Linked DNA regions of Anas platyrhynchos: region 1 is linked to region 2. A link is a contact called in public Hi-C data. All regions are on one chromosome and are shown on one strand. The core of a region is the stretch at or near the end of the contact, and the rest is flanking DNA. Distances in the headings are between cores, read along the strand shown.

What was found. Hi-C and Micro-C count contacts between places; a contact is called where the count stands out from the background.
Region 1: a contact with region 2 is called in a Hi-C map of skeletal muscle, with 2.7 times the contacts expected there. The contact joins the enhancer-like site here to the promoter of COX16 in region 2. A contact is called at or near these places in 2 of 8 Hi-C or Micro-C datasets (skeletal muscle and subcutaneous adipose tissue).

Annotation. Positions count from the first base shown.
Region 1 is chr5:36,858,481-36,864,984 of IASCAAS_PekinDuck_T2T, forward strand. No RefSeq gene overlaps it. Among named protein-coding and RNA genes, the nearest start is that of SLC10A1, 12 kb to the right of the region's middle. Within about 2 kb of position 3,576, at least 1 of the 8 cell types and tissues checked has an H3K27ac peak or open chromatin away from gene starts, as enhancers often do.
Region 2 is chr5:36,537,787-36,544,704 of IASCAAS_PekinDuck_T2T, forward strand. COX16 (cytochrome c oxidase assembly factor COX16) reads left to right here and starts at 4,314. Exons shown (of 5, transcript XM_027457531.3): 1 at 4,314-4,547. The coding sequence starts at 4,488. It overlaps LOC101799748 (deubiquitinase DESI2), which reads left to right. Exons shown (of 6, transcript XM_038179142.2): 6 at 1-2,121.

The DNA.
Region 1 (6,504 bases), core at 2,326-4,825, 320 kb after region 2:
CCTCCCACCGAAACCAGCGAGAGTGGAGGATGCCCAGCAAATTACACCACTTGCCCAGTTAATAAACAATTTACCGAAGGATGCACGGTTTTGAAGTGCTGTGTAAACACATATTAATCAATCATTAGACAATTAAGATAATTCCCTGCTCTTTTTCCCCGGCACTCCCCAGTTGATAGATGTTCCTATAGCAACCCAGCGGTACGGGGAATGCAGGGCTCGGCCAGGCGATGCTAGCGGAGGACCTTTGCTCTCCAGCCCTCCAAAAGTCACGCAGGGCAAGCAGAAGGGGGCTGCGAGAGGTGACATGCAGGAAGGAGGCTTTCAATTTTAATGGAGATTCTTGCGATGACAGTCTATGCAAATAGGTACATGAAAGAGGAGAGGAAACAGGCTGGGGGAAGGGGGGGAGAAATTAACCCTGGTTCGGATTTCAAAGCAAGCCGGGAATAATTTTTGTAGCTAAGAATAGTTGCAATCCACCTTGTTCGCCTTGGTCTCGGCCCTGCATAATCCTGACGTTCAGGGTCTGAAATTACAGCTGGGGGAGGGAGGCCAGGGCTGGCAGCCCAGGAAGCGCTGCCGCTGCCCAGGCCTCGCCGCCATCACCTTTATGGTTCCTTTGTGTCACCAAAGCCAGCCCTGAACAAAGAAGCAGGCCCTCCGCTTTCGAAGGGCCCTTGCAGTTGTTTTGCAAATGAGATTGCTTGATTGGAGAGCAAAATCAGAGATCTTTTGAAGCTGCTGCTCAGGAAAGGGGGAGGAGGGGCCCAGTCCTGCACAGCAAGCTGTAGGATCTGCCCCGTCGAGAATGAACCAGAGCAGCTTTTAGGCGAAATTCTTCAGGAACACCAGCAAGACCCGATGGCCATCTCCAGAAAAGAAGAGGGTCTGCTAACATCCCGAGAGCAACTTCTGCTCTTATTTCAGCCCTCTCACCCTCGCTCCCCCTTGGGGCCAGCCAAGCCAGAGGCTGCCTGGGCCTCAGTCAGCGCCTGGAGCGGGGCTCCTCAGCTTGTCCTGGCTTGGAGGGCTGCTCCATCCCCACAACAAGGACTAAGTCCAGGGGACCAGCCTGCAGCCCTCTGGGGAGCCGATTGATGTAGATCTTGTCAACACCTATACAGGCGCTCACTGGGAGACTTCCTCCTTTTTTGATCAGAAAATGGCTTCTGCACAATTAAAAAACGCCGGTGGGAAGATGGGGACGCTGCTGGAATGAGATCGTGTTTTGCCAGGGGTGAACTGTCAGAGGTGAACTGCCCCCCAATTTTTCATTCTGGTTCAGTTCGACATCAAAATGCACTTTCCCGAAAAGGCCTCTGTTCTTTCCTGTGCATGGGGCCTTGTGGCTGAGCTACATTTACTGAGAACAACGTGGACCTTGCCCAAGCTTTATGGGAGCTGGGCAAAGCTCCCAGGGAGCACAGCCCAGAGGAGAGAATGGGACCCAAACCCAAGGAAGCGGACTGCCTACTTTAATGTTAAGCAGACTTGAAACGAAACGTTTCATGTCAGTTCAACAAATTGAAACAAAACATTCCTACCTCAGAAACGTCAAAACGCTTCACTTTGATCCAAAAAATGTCAAAACAGAACATGTAGACATTTCTGAACATGACTGTTTTAATTCCAGGAAACAATTTTTTCCTATTTTTTTGCCCCAGTTTGTTCTGTTCTGGAAAACAGAAGCAGAAACTCAAAATTTCACATAGTTCTCCTTAGAGCTGTTTATCACAGGAGGGACTAGCACTCCCTATACATGTATGTGTGCCTGAGCACTCTCACAGTGGGTATATCTGCTGTCCCTCTTCCAGGCTGGTTTCACCCCGCATAGAGATGCCAGACTGGCAGCCCCATGGCCAGAGGACACCCTTCAGCCTGCAGGACATCCCAAGCACCTGAGCACACCCAGTGCAAGTGTGCTGTCACATACAGGAGGCAGCTGTCCACAGGGTAGCCTAAAAGAGTGCCCTACTAAAAAAAGTGCTTGCTGAAAAAGAAGGATGTAGGAATTTGACAAACCACTTTAGTGCATTTTGATCAGTGAACTTAATTTATATTGCTGAGGATTATGGATCCTGTCCCCAGTGTGATGAACAGCACACTAATATGCAGAAAGGTGACCCATTCTGAATCAGGCACTGCATGCCCCAGATGGACCCACAAGTCTCTTTTTGCCTGTATAATCCTACCACCATACCTAGTACCAGTTTGACTGCCTCGTGTAGCCATGACTTACAGTATTGTTGCCTTCCAGCTGAAGGCTGCAAACACAGCTGTGTGTGTCACCAACCCCTTGAAGAAAAGTGCTCCTCTTCTGCAAAAGCCAAACCAGGGAGTAAAGTCTTCCCCTGTGCTCCTCCATCAAAACCTTCTAGCTGTTCTGTGTTTCCCATACACTTGACATAAACCCCTTTTTCCCAAAAGCCAGACATCTTCCTGAATCATTGTTTTGCCAGTCTTTCAGTGCTGATTCCCTCTCCATTATATATCCCCAGACAGGGTCTTGCTTCTACAGGGTGAGGTGTCTGCGCATGGGTACACAACGGCTCTCTTGCACTGGTGGGATAGTTCACATGGCCACATTCTAGTCACATCCATCCTACCCCACTGGATCAGGCTGGCCAGGACCTCCCCAGGGGTGATCCACAGTCCTCTTCTGCCAGACTCTCGGTATTTGTTGCCCAGGTTCCCCAACTACAAACCAGTCTTTGCTTGGTGCCTTCACCTTGGCAAACCTATCTATATCCTGGTCTCTTCCTTACGGGGGGGGAAATATTCTTTTAAATATTTCCCAGTGGCCACTACTGCAAAAGCAGCAACTGTCATCGTCCTGGACATACGCTGTTGTACCAGGAGATTTATTTCTCTCATTTTGTATAAATAACTCCTAATAATTCATTCTGCTAATTCCCTGCCTCTGCCCAACTTTTCCAAACTCATTCACCCTTTAAGGATGTAAAAATAAACTGCAGGAACAATTCATATTGCATCTACGGCTAAACAAACTCTCTTGGGTTCCACTGTTACCCAAATAGTACCCTCCAGACTCATTCCCTGTGGGTTGGCAGTAGATCAGCACTTGCAGGCTCTCTCAGAGGTTTGGATCTGATGCAAAATCCATCTTCTCACTGAGTCCTTGCAGTGTCTTCATGAGGCTCCTGCAACAGCCTAAAAGAACATCCAGAAGGCCTTATCCATCACCGGGCTGTCCTGGGCTCCACGAGGAGAGTGGATCTGAGATGGGCTGGCTTCCAGGTGATGATTGCTCCCACCTCCCAGTAACAGCTTGCAGCAGTCTTGCCAATTGCTGGGATATGTCCCTAAATATAGGAAGGTTTGGGGCTTTAAAATGTTATGTAGATGATTACAAGATCTTCCTTTTAGGGATAAAAGTGCAGTGACATTTCGTGGAAGCAGTATATCACCTTTGAGAACAAAAGCATGCATTGTTTAAAAATAAAGAATAACCACAGAAACAGAGGAAATCAGTACGTAGGTTATGTTCCAAAAGTCTCTCCAGTGAAGCTTCAGATGTGCACTGTTGCCATCATTCTCCTTGAAGATTATTTCAAGGCTGTACTAATATGTGGATCATGAGTGTGGCTGTTACCATGGGCACATATCTAATCAAATGGATCCTAATTATGTATATTACCCAATTTGGCACGTTGAGAGTGCTTCAGTGATGATTCTTCTGCTTGTCTGACAAATAACATGATTATTCAGTAAGCTGCATATGTTTTAATGTTGTATTTTTGTTCTTTGATAAGAAACTGTCTAACTAACCAAAAGTGCTTTTCACTTACAAAGGCATAGCTAATATTAGCAACCAGATTCAATTCATTATGTTTAATAAGCTAATAAATATATTTAAGACTTCTTGTGCTATGCTCAGTCACCTTCAGAAAACACTTTATCATTAGTCATTAGCAATGAAATGGTCTCTTCTTTTCAAGGATGAGAGCACTTTTAAAACTTCAGTTTAAGATTATAAATTGCAATGCAACTCACTTTAAAAATAGATTTTAAAATTGATGTTTGTCTTTAGCCTTAAGATGGAAAACAGATTCTTTATATAAGTCTTGGATTTATGGAAGAAGCAAGGAATTTTTCAGGAACATGTCAAAGAGAAGTTAGTGTCCATTACCTTCACAATATGAAAAAAAATGTAAAAGACTGCTGTTTCTCCCACATTACCACAACGCTCCCTGGCACAAGCAGAAAACACAGCTTTTCCTGTGACACCCACTGAAGGATGGAGTTGCTGGCAGAACAGTGGGACAGGTAATGATGGAGGCTGTAGAGCTCAGCCATGCTTTAAATCATCTGAGACAACAAGCTGGGAGACCAGGTGGGAGCCTGTCAAACTTGTGTCAGCAGGAGTCGAGCTTTTTGGGACATGAGCTGCATACGGCATCTCACTTTCCATCTCTGTCTTTCTGCCAAATCTTTACTCACATAATTTGCTTCTAAATATATTTGGAGAAAGGACAGAGAAAGGTTCCCCTGGAGTTTCCATCCCCATCATGCCCACACAGCCACCAGAAGGCCATGCAGTGCTCAGGTTTTAGCAGCTCTTCCTTCCCCTTTTCTGTACACTGAAAGGATAATGCAAGGAGAAAGGGAGCTTGTAAATCATCTCAGGTGACGAGAAAAATGCCATCTTCTCTTCTTGTCTTCCTATGACACCTGAAGTCTGAAAGAGACAAATCTGTGAAGTGTGGAGTTCAAATGGTGGGCATAGGAATGAAGCTAACTTGAGCTGCAAGGGGACTGGAATAACTGAACAGGAAACCACCCAAACTGTGAAGCTTCTAGTTAAAACTAACAATAGAAAATCGTCATCTGTCAGAGATGATGACAAGTGGATAAGATCATAGAAAGAAGACTGAGGATGTAGCCATATGATGCCCAGATAAGAAAGCATAAATATAGCAGCAGGTTGGCTTTGGGCAAATTCTTTTGAAAACCCTGAAGAAAACCCACTGGTGAACCTGGCTGCTGGCCAGAGAAAAGAAGAGGATCCTCTACCCTTGACAACCTAGTGTGGGTGCGTGAAAGAGGTGAAGAAACCCCCCAGTCAGTGCCAGTTGCCCACTGGTGTCAGCATGGGTACCCAGATCCAGTCACCAGATGGGTGGCCCAGGAGGGCAGGACTTAACCTGGTGTGGCTGTGGTGGGTTGAGAGGTGGGTCAATGAGCTCCAGCGGGTCAATTCGCATGCGAACAAGCCAGTATAATTTGAGTTTGTGTAGCTGTTGCTGTAACACTTAGTTTAAATGCTGTTTGTGTATAATTGAAGCATTAGTAATAAAATACACAGTAGAAGCTGGAATATTGGTTTACATGGTAAAGGATGGAGTCGTAACATTCAATATTACCCATGCTGGTTGCCATCCAATTCAGCTAGCAGTCTCTGTGCTAATAAATATTTAAGTTCCCAGCTTCACTTGCTCTGTGACACCAGACACCAGGAGACTAAGTAAGTCCTCCCCTCCCTCCCCCAGCCCCCACATCATTAAAAATAATTAAACTCTTCTCCTGTGGTGTCCAGGTGTCAGAAGACACCTGGTAAGTCTCACCTCTAACCACCCGTGGATGCAAGGATGGCAGCACCGCAGCTCCTGCCGGTGGGGCAGCCTGGCCTGGCTGAGCTCCCCAGGGCACAGCAGGGAGCCGCAAGTTAATCAGCAGTGCCCTGCCGTAGGTCAGCACGCCGAGCTATCTGCGTTCTCCAGTGTTTGTCATTTTCCATCAGCCTCCATTTTCCTCCGAAATCTCTTTGGTGTACCAATTAATCCAGAGGGTTTTCATTTACTCAGGCCGTCTCAACCAGCAATACGCTAATACCCCCCACAATCACTGCCAACAGCTCGTAATACATTTTAACTGCTCTTCGGCCTTTGATGTGTTAGCCTTCTGGGCAACATTATCATTACCCTTTATATACCTCCGTAGGTGAATGTAGTGCTGTACAGCGGCTCGCATATGCTAACTGAGAGCCAGGGTTTGTTTGTGCCTGAAATAAAGTGTGTTGTCCTAGGAATCCTACAAGAATTGTTCCTTTTTTGTTAGCAAAAACCCCAAACAAGCTGCTGACCCCCCCCCCCCAAAAAAAAAAAAAAAAAAAAATCCTGAGAGATCTTATTTTCAAAGTGGATGAGCAAATATAGTAAGGAAAAGGACAAACCGAATGAGGCCTTCACCTGGGGAGTGATGCTGTGATAGGAAGCCTCAGTGGTGGACAGGGATTCTGGTAGGAGTCTGGGTGTGGACAGCGTGCCAGCACAAGCCGGTAGTGTGCCTTGCACACGTGCACGTGCTGTAAATAAAAACGCTGCTTTAGCTGAAGCACCGGATACAGCTAGATTCAGGGAAATATAAGGGGCAATTTGTAGGGAGCCGGGGGCATGCATTCTTCACAACTTTGGAGCCATTTACGGTTTTGAGGGCTCTCTTAATGGAAATAGTTACAATTGCATTTCTCAGGGAACATAA
Region 2 (6,918 bases), core at 3,064-5,563:
CATAAAGGCAGCTGCTAAGTAGGTGCAGAGATGACTGTTGTCCATATTGGTGCTTTTTGGCACAGACCCCTCTCAGTTCCCCTATTTCTAGGCAGTGTTCCTGGTTTCCTCTTTTCCCCAGGCTGGCGAATCTGTCTCCTAGCTGATGGTTGCTGGCAGTCTTTGGGGGAAATGGCCTTCTGGAGCAGTAAGGTGAGGAGAAGGAATCTGCTGGGAAGACCAGTACTTCCTTCAGCTTGTTCTGCACTCACGAGACCTAAAAGGTGTCTCCCGAGCCACCCTTCCCCAGCCTATTTTAAAGCCAACCCAAGAAGGTAACAAATAAGTGGCGAACCCAAAGAACGTCACCACGTTTCCTTCTCCTCCCTTTCTGGAGGTGGAGGGGAAACCTAGGGCCACATCAGGAAAGCATGGATGACCCTTCCCATGCATGGGCCACCATGGTGCCTTCTGTTGTGTGCACTATTTCAATGGCATGAAAAATGGGCAGAGCTGGCTCACTGGTCTCTCCAGGCCGGCTCTTGACAAAAATCTGGTCTTTGGATCTTTTTCCGCTCATTCTGGTGGCTGATAAGAAAGCTGAGGAGGGAGGAAAGGACACATTCGCTAACTCTCGCACTCAGTTACCTCACTAGGAGTTGTATTCAGATGATGTGGGAGAGCATCAAAGGGGAAATCCAGACCCCACTTTCTCCCTTTTACCTCCTCTTGGCCACACAAAGGAGGATGAAAAAGGAACAGGCCCAGTGCTGACAGAAGGTGTCTGTTTTAGAAGTGCTGTTCTCAACAGCTGCTACCAAGTCAGGACTTCCTCCCTCCACCCAGAAAAACTACAAGCGCTGAAGATGGGTTGTCTCCTTTCATTGGTTGCTGTCAGACCAAGAGTGTGCTAAGTCCAACTGTTTCTTTAGCTCAGGTATACAGAAGCGTGTGCTTTCATGGCTGGCTATGCTGTGCATCGTGTCTGCACAGGCAGTGCTTAGTAGCTTGTTACATGTGCACACTCTTCATGAAGAAAGGCTTTGGTGAGATATACCATATGGAAATACAACACACAGGTTGGTCTCACTCCACTGCTGCCTGGAGTGATGTGTGTGTGTTTGGGCAACAAACCTTTTACAACACACCTCTCATTTTTATCCTCTGAACAAATTGCTGCAAGTTCTGTACTGAACTAAAGTCATGTTCCTTACTAACCTTGGCTACCCACAGCCAATACTGCATTGTGAGCAATTCTGCAGCTCCTGGTATCCAATCCAGCACCAGTCTTGATTACCCTGGCTTGTCCAGGGATGTTTAATAAGATTTCTATGCTGTTCTCCATCCTGCTGCCCAGAAACATTACACAATGTACTGTTGTGTACTCCCTTCCCCTGCAGTCATGGGCACTGTAGCCTGAACCAGCAGCGCAAGCTCCATTTGTCTGAAGTTCCCAGGGTGCCTGCCAATAGCCAGCAGCACAATACGTGCAGGGAATTTTCAAATCTCTTTTTTAAAGTCCTTCTCTGGAGGAAAGTGAGAAAAGGCTTTCCCAGAGCTTCCATGCAGGGCAGGGAAACTGCAGTCAGATGCGCCTTGTTCCTGATGTGGCAAAAGCCAGCCAGCCAGCCCTTGGGTTTCCATTCAGCACCTGAGCGCCATGTAAAACCTCATGCACACACCTAGGAGAGAACTATGGCCCCAGCAGCACGTTTCATGAGGAAAACCCTCTCACAGTAGTTCACAAAGTAAAATGTTTAACTGGCTGTATTGTAACACAGACAAGAAAGGTGCACTCAACCTTCTTGGGGGGGACATGACTATGTGCTTGAAGCATTGGGAGTAACGCTTGGGAAGAGCTGTCAGTGTCATAAAAACCAGATGTTTGTTTACCTACTTTTATGTTTGTCAGTCTGTTTATGGCAGTCGGGGTCATAACAAGGAGGCATGAAACCTCTGTCATAAGTCAAAACCAGAATATATTTCAGTCTTCAAAAAAGGTTTCTCCCCACCCCTCTCTGTTCAAGGTGATTGACCAACAATGTCAAGAACAAAGGGACACTGTGGAAATAAAATATATATTGGTGATAGCTTTATCTCTGTAATTTAACAGCATTTTAGATTATTAAAAATGAAAACATTTTTAAGTCTAATTTACTGCTCATCTGTAGCACAGCATGTTTGGTTTAAGCACTTGTTTTATCCTTCTAACACAGAATTATTGCTATTATTTTGTAATTATTATAACATTTGCATTTAGTTTCTTATTTACTTTCTCTGACTGTTTTAGATTATAACACCATGGAAAAAATTTAGCTACCAGCAATTATCAGTGAAAACAAAGAGCAGCTTATGAGTCTTGACAAGAGCACCCAATGGCACCAGCACAGACTCTTAACCCTTCTACTTACTGCCAGGACTTTTTGTGCCCTTGTTGAAGCTGGAATGGGAGGGCACCAACGCTGTACATGGGCATCAGCAGCTGAGGGTTACTTCTCTAGCAGGGAGCTAATAGTCCTCAGGTGAGACAGTAACAATGAAGGTAAGGTTAGTCTAATTCAAGTTACAGGACAAACTGTTTTTATGGAAAGTTACAGTGAGGCAAATGAGGTAAGTAGTAACCGTTCTTCTCAGCACTCCTGTATCTGCAATAGCAATTCTCTTAATTTCAGATTATTCCCAGTGCTGATAGGAGTGCTCTGTGATGACTTCATCTCAGACTGAACGCAGCCCAGAGATGAACACAGGCCTGTTCTTTTGCTCTCTTCACTCCCAGACAAAAGTCAGCATTTCTGGAATTCAGTTGTTTGAGGGGATGGTGGAAGACATTAAATTGCTACCAGGAATGAATGACTGATGGTTCTAAACCGCAGCAGATGATCCATTAATGCTGCTGTAGCTGGCTTTGTTTTGATCAGATTTAAAAGTTTCTGGGAGTGCAACATGATTGGGATAAGGGATAACAGTGGAGGAAAATTGGCAGTACGATCATGGTAGTTTTATCTCCTTGGGAAACAAAATGAAAGACACAGCTAACTGCCAGACCCTGAGGACTGCCTAATCAATGAGATTTGATGGAAAGTTCAAAATCATAGAAGAAAGCCCTCAGGAAAGAAGATGTGTATTCACCTACAAAACCTATTGGGGTTTGCACATTTTCCTTAACAGCATTGAGCTGACTTGTGTTTTGTTGTAAGTATAGCTTCTGCTGCCTATGTACTGGTCATCCACTGAGCAAATATTTTTATATGTCTCACTGGGGAGGGTAGAAGCTGTATAAGTTTAAATGCAGTGGTGCCCTCAGCCTTACCAATCTGAATGGCAATGTTTCCTGCAGTCCTGCTTTCCCTGGTAAGCTACGGAAGCTCCTTGTCTCTCCACGCCACCTGCTTTCCTGAAATGCCCCTGGTCTCAGCTCCGCAGGCTGGCTTTAGAGATGGCAGTAAAACCCCACGTGTGCTGAGATTCAGTGAACTAGTAATTCCTTTCTGCTAGTCATCATTTAATCATCATTCTGCAAAGTAGCATGTTTTGAGATCCACTTAGCCCAGGCCAAGCCCTTTTCCAAATGTCCCTCAGAAACCTACAAGGAAGTGCAGTACACAGAAAAACGCCGAGGATTTGAATCAAATCCCCTTCCTGAAGCTCTTTTTCACACGTTCAACACCAGGGTGTGCTCAGCAGGGACTGTGACCCCTACAAATCTTTATTGGTGAATACAAAGCGTGTACACAAGCAGTGCTAGATCTTCACCAGCGCAGTACCCACTGCTCAGCAGGTGCCAAGAGGCTGTCCTCGCCTAGCTGGCAGGGGACTGCTACTCTCTTCCCTGCTGGGAGCGCCGTAGCAGCTATTGATTTTCACATGGATTTTTCTTTGTTACAGACACAAGCCTTTGTTCCTTCCCCAACTGTTCGCTGCAGGCCTTTCCTCTGCCTACTGGGGCAGATTTGGCTGCAGAAACACGTTCTTGCTTTCACCTTTGGGAATCGCGAAGGGAACTTCTCCCTGGGGACGTCCAGCCACCAACCACCTGGCCGCACAGTAGCTGCTCATCAGCCTCAGGGTTGCCTGAGAGCCTTTTTTCTCTGTAGTTTTGTGTTGTTTACTCATTTCTGCGACTTCAAAGGTGTCTTTAGGGAGGACAAACTCCTCTACCGTACACACACAAAGGGAATTTTATTTCAGCAGGGTAATTCAGGGCCAGGCTCTGGTTTGTGGACGGTGCTTTCACCCCCCCACCCCTCCCAAGGCCTATGCTGCAGCGAGTAACTTTGACCGTGCCCAGCCCTGGAAGAGAGCCCGACCTGCCCCTCCTGCCCGCAGTTTCCCTCAGACAAGGGATTCACAGGGGACGGGCACGGCGGCAGGGGCGCGGCGCCGCCATTTGCAGCCTCCCCGCGGAACGCCGCGACCGCGGCCGCGTTGCGCCGCCGGAGGGAGCGGCTGTGGCGGCCCGGAACCGCCGGGCACCGAGGGGAGGAGGGAGGAAAACGCTGCCGGGGCCCATGGAGCGGCTCCGGCGGCTGTGGAGGGGCCGCACCATGACCTACGGCGTCCCCCTCTTGGTGAGCGGGGCGGGGGGCGGCCCGAGGGGCCGGGGGGTGAGAGGAGGGAGGCGGGCGCTGGGTGCCCCGGGGGCAGCCTCACGATCGTTTCCGTTTATGGGGTGCTTAAAGGGTGAGTGGCTTTCAAGGTGGATGAAGAGTAGGGTAAAGGGTGATTTTAATATATTTTATAGTGCTTTTGGGTAAATGAACGAGATCCTCCTTAAATCTCGCGCAGCGCACGTCTGAAGAATGGGGTGGTCCGGAGAAAGGTGGGGGTGCTTCTTTAAAGTTAAAAGGATTAAAGGATTAAAAAGTTTGAGGCTGTTTATTTCAGTGATGCAAGTATGCCATTCCAGAGGTGTCCAGGATAAGAGCTTTAAGTGGAAATGATCATGCAATTGAAAGCACTCAAGTAACATTTCTCAAAACAACGATAAAGACACTTGTGAGAAGTGAAAACAGGTCAAAAAAAAACAAACAAACAAACAAAAAAAAACCAACAAGCTAATGTGATAATGACAGAGCTGCACGAACCGTTTGCATCAGCCAGTCCAGTCCCTGGTACTGCAAACAAAAGTTGGCACTACTTTTTATTCATAAGATACAGCACTAAAGCTGTCCAGCCACCCCGCTGCATGCACCTGTGCCCAGAGGGCTGGCCAGAGCTGCGCTTCTTGGTGCTCAGACTGAAATTAGTGCCCTCACGTTTGGACATTCGGATATTATTCTTGAGTTTAAAAACACCTTTCTGAGGTGTTTCAGGTTGGGTGCATTTTTAAGACACAGTGCTATTGTTTACCTGATTATTAAGGTCACCCTCTTTAAGGTTTGCTACTTTCAGAATAAGGAGAACTCAGCTTAATATTCTGCAGCTCAATTTTAACTCTATTAAAAAGTTTGGGAATCATACTAAATGATTAAATCACAGATACTTAGAAGTGGTACACTGGTGGAGAAAAAAAGTCACCGTAGCTTTTCAATAACAAATATGTCTGGTTTGGTAGGTTAACTGGTGCAGTGAGTGAGGAGATGCAACTGATGTGCAAGATCTTGACTTTGATAAAACTTCCAACAAGTATGGCAAAGACATGCTTGTTATCATTTGTGTTATCAAAGGATTGAAAAAAAAAAACCACAACATAGTTATTAGTTCTTTTCCGATGTGGGAAGGTATCTTGGGTGGGGTGGGTCCTGCAGGACAAATATACGTTGTGGAAAAAATAAATCTTATTATAAGACACAGAAAGAAGTGTAAAGTAAAACACTTGTTTAAAACAAACAAACAAACAAACATGGAGAAGAGCTTTAACAACCACCTGTCAGCAACATCATGTTTTCAGTTCTGCCCCAGCGCTGGAGCTAGGGCTTCAGTTTCCTGGGCCAGGGCAGACCTCTGGTTGCCCTTCTGGGCCTTCTGGTGGTGTTGTGTGGTTTGCCATCAGTCATAGCAGACATTTTAGAGACCTTTTTTTTTTTTGTCCTGTTTAATTTCATTCCTCTTTCCTTACCACAGCGATCTTTCCCCCAGAAACAATATAATATTGAGAAATATTCTGTCATATCTCCTTCCAGGGTTTCATATCTCCATACCTTAAAATTAGTCTCCCCTGTGAATATTTCAGTATGTTTCTGTGTTGTTGCCCAAAGGCTTCCCAAGGAGTAAGAGAAAGGAAAACTTGTGCAGTTTTTTTCAGTTCCTCAGCTATCTATTGACCTCTGAAGGCATCTCTGAAGCTGAGCAGAATATTCCTAAAAGATCAGTGATAGCAGTAAAGGTGCTGAATTTGTGCACAGTCAGAGAAGGAGTGTGCCTTGGTAACCCTTTAAATTCTGCTGAAGTTGTTGATAGTACTGAAATGAAAGTTCTCTGTTAGATTCTTGCATCATGTACATAATTTTTCTCTATACAAAGATGAGACTTTATTCTTCAGTACTGCTGAGGGACATGAGCCCACTGCTGGACTTTTCATCAATACTATGTTGGCTTTTTTAAAATTCAAATCAATTTCGTATCTTCCTTTCTTGTAATGCATATTTGAATGAGAAGTCCCTTCACTACTCTTTAAAAAGGATCCAAGGTTGAAGAGATCATAATTCAAAAACAGATGAGGGTCTCACTATATACACACATGCTCTAAAAATATTTCTTCCTTTTTAGTGTAAGTTATCTTGACCCTTTTTTTGCGTGTGTGTTCATTTGGGCTTGGGGCTGTTAGAATATTTCTATGCAGAAGGAATTTTCTTGGTTCATCTTTAAAACATCAAAATGACAGCAGCTTTCAGAGTAAGATGTGTAAATCACAGTTTTCAGTCGTGCTTTTTCAGAAGATAAGACTGTTTCTTTGTGAGCACCAGGGAGACTGTAGCGGGCAGGAATTAATCTGCAGGA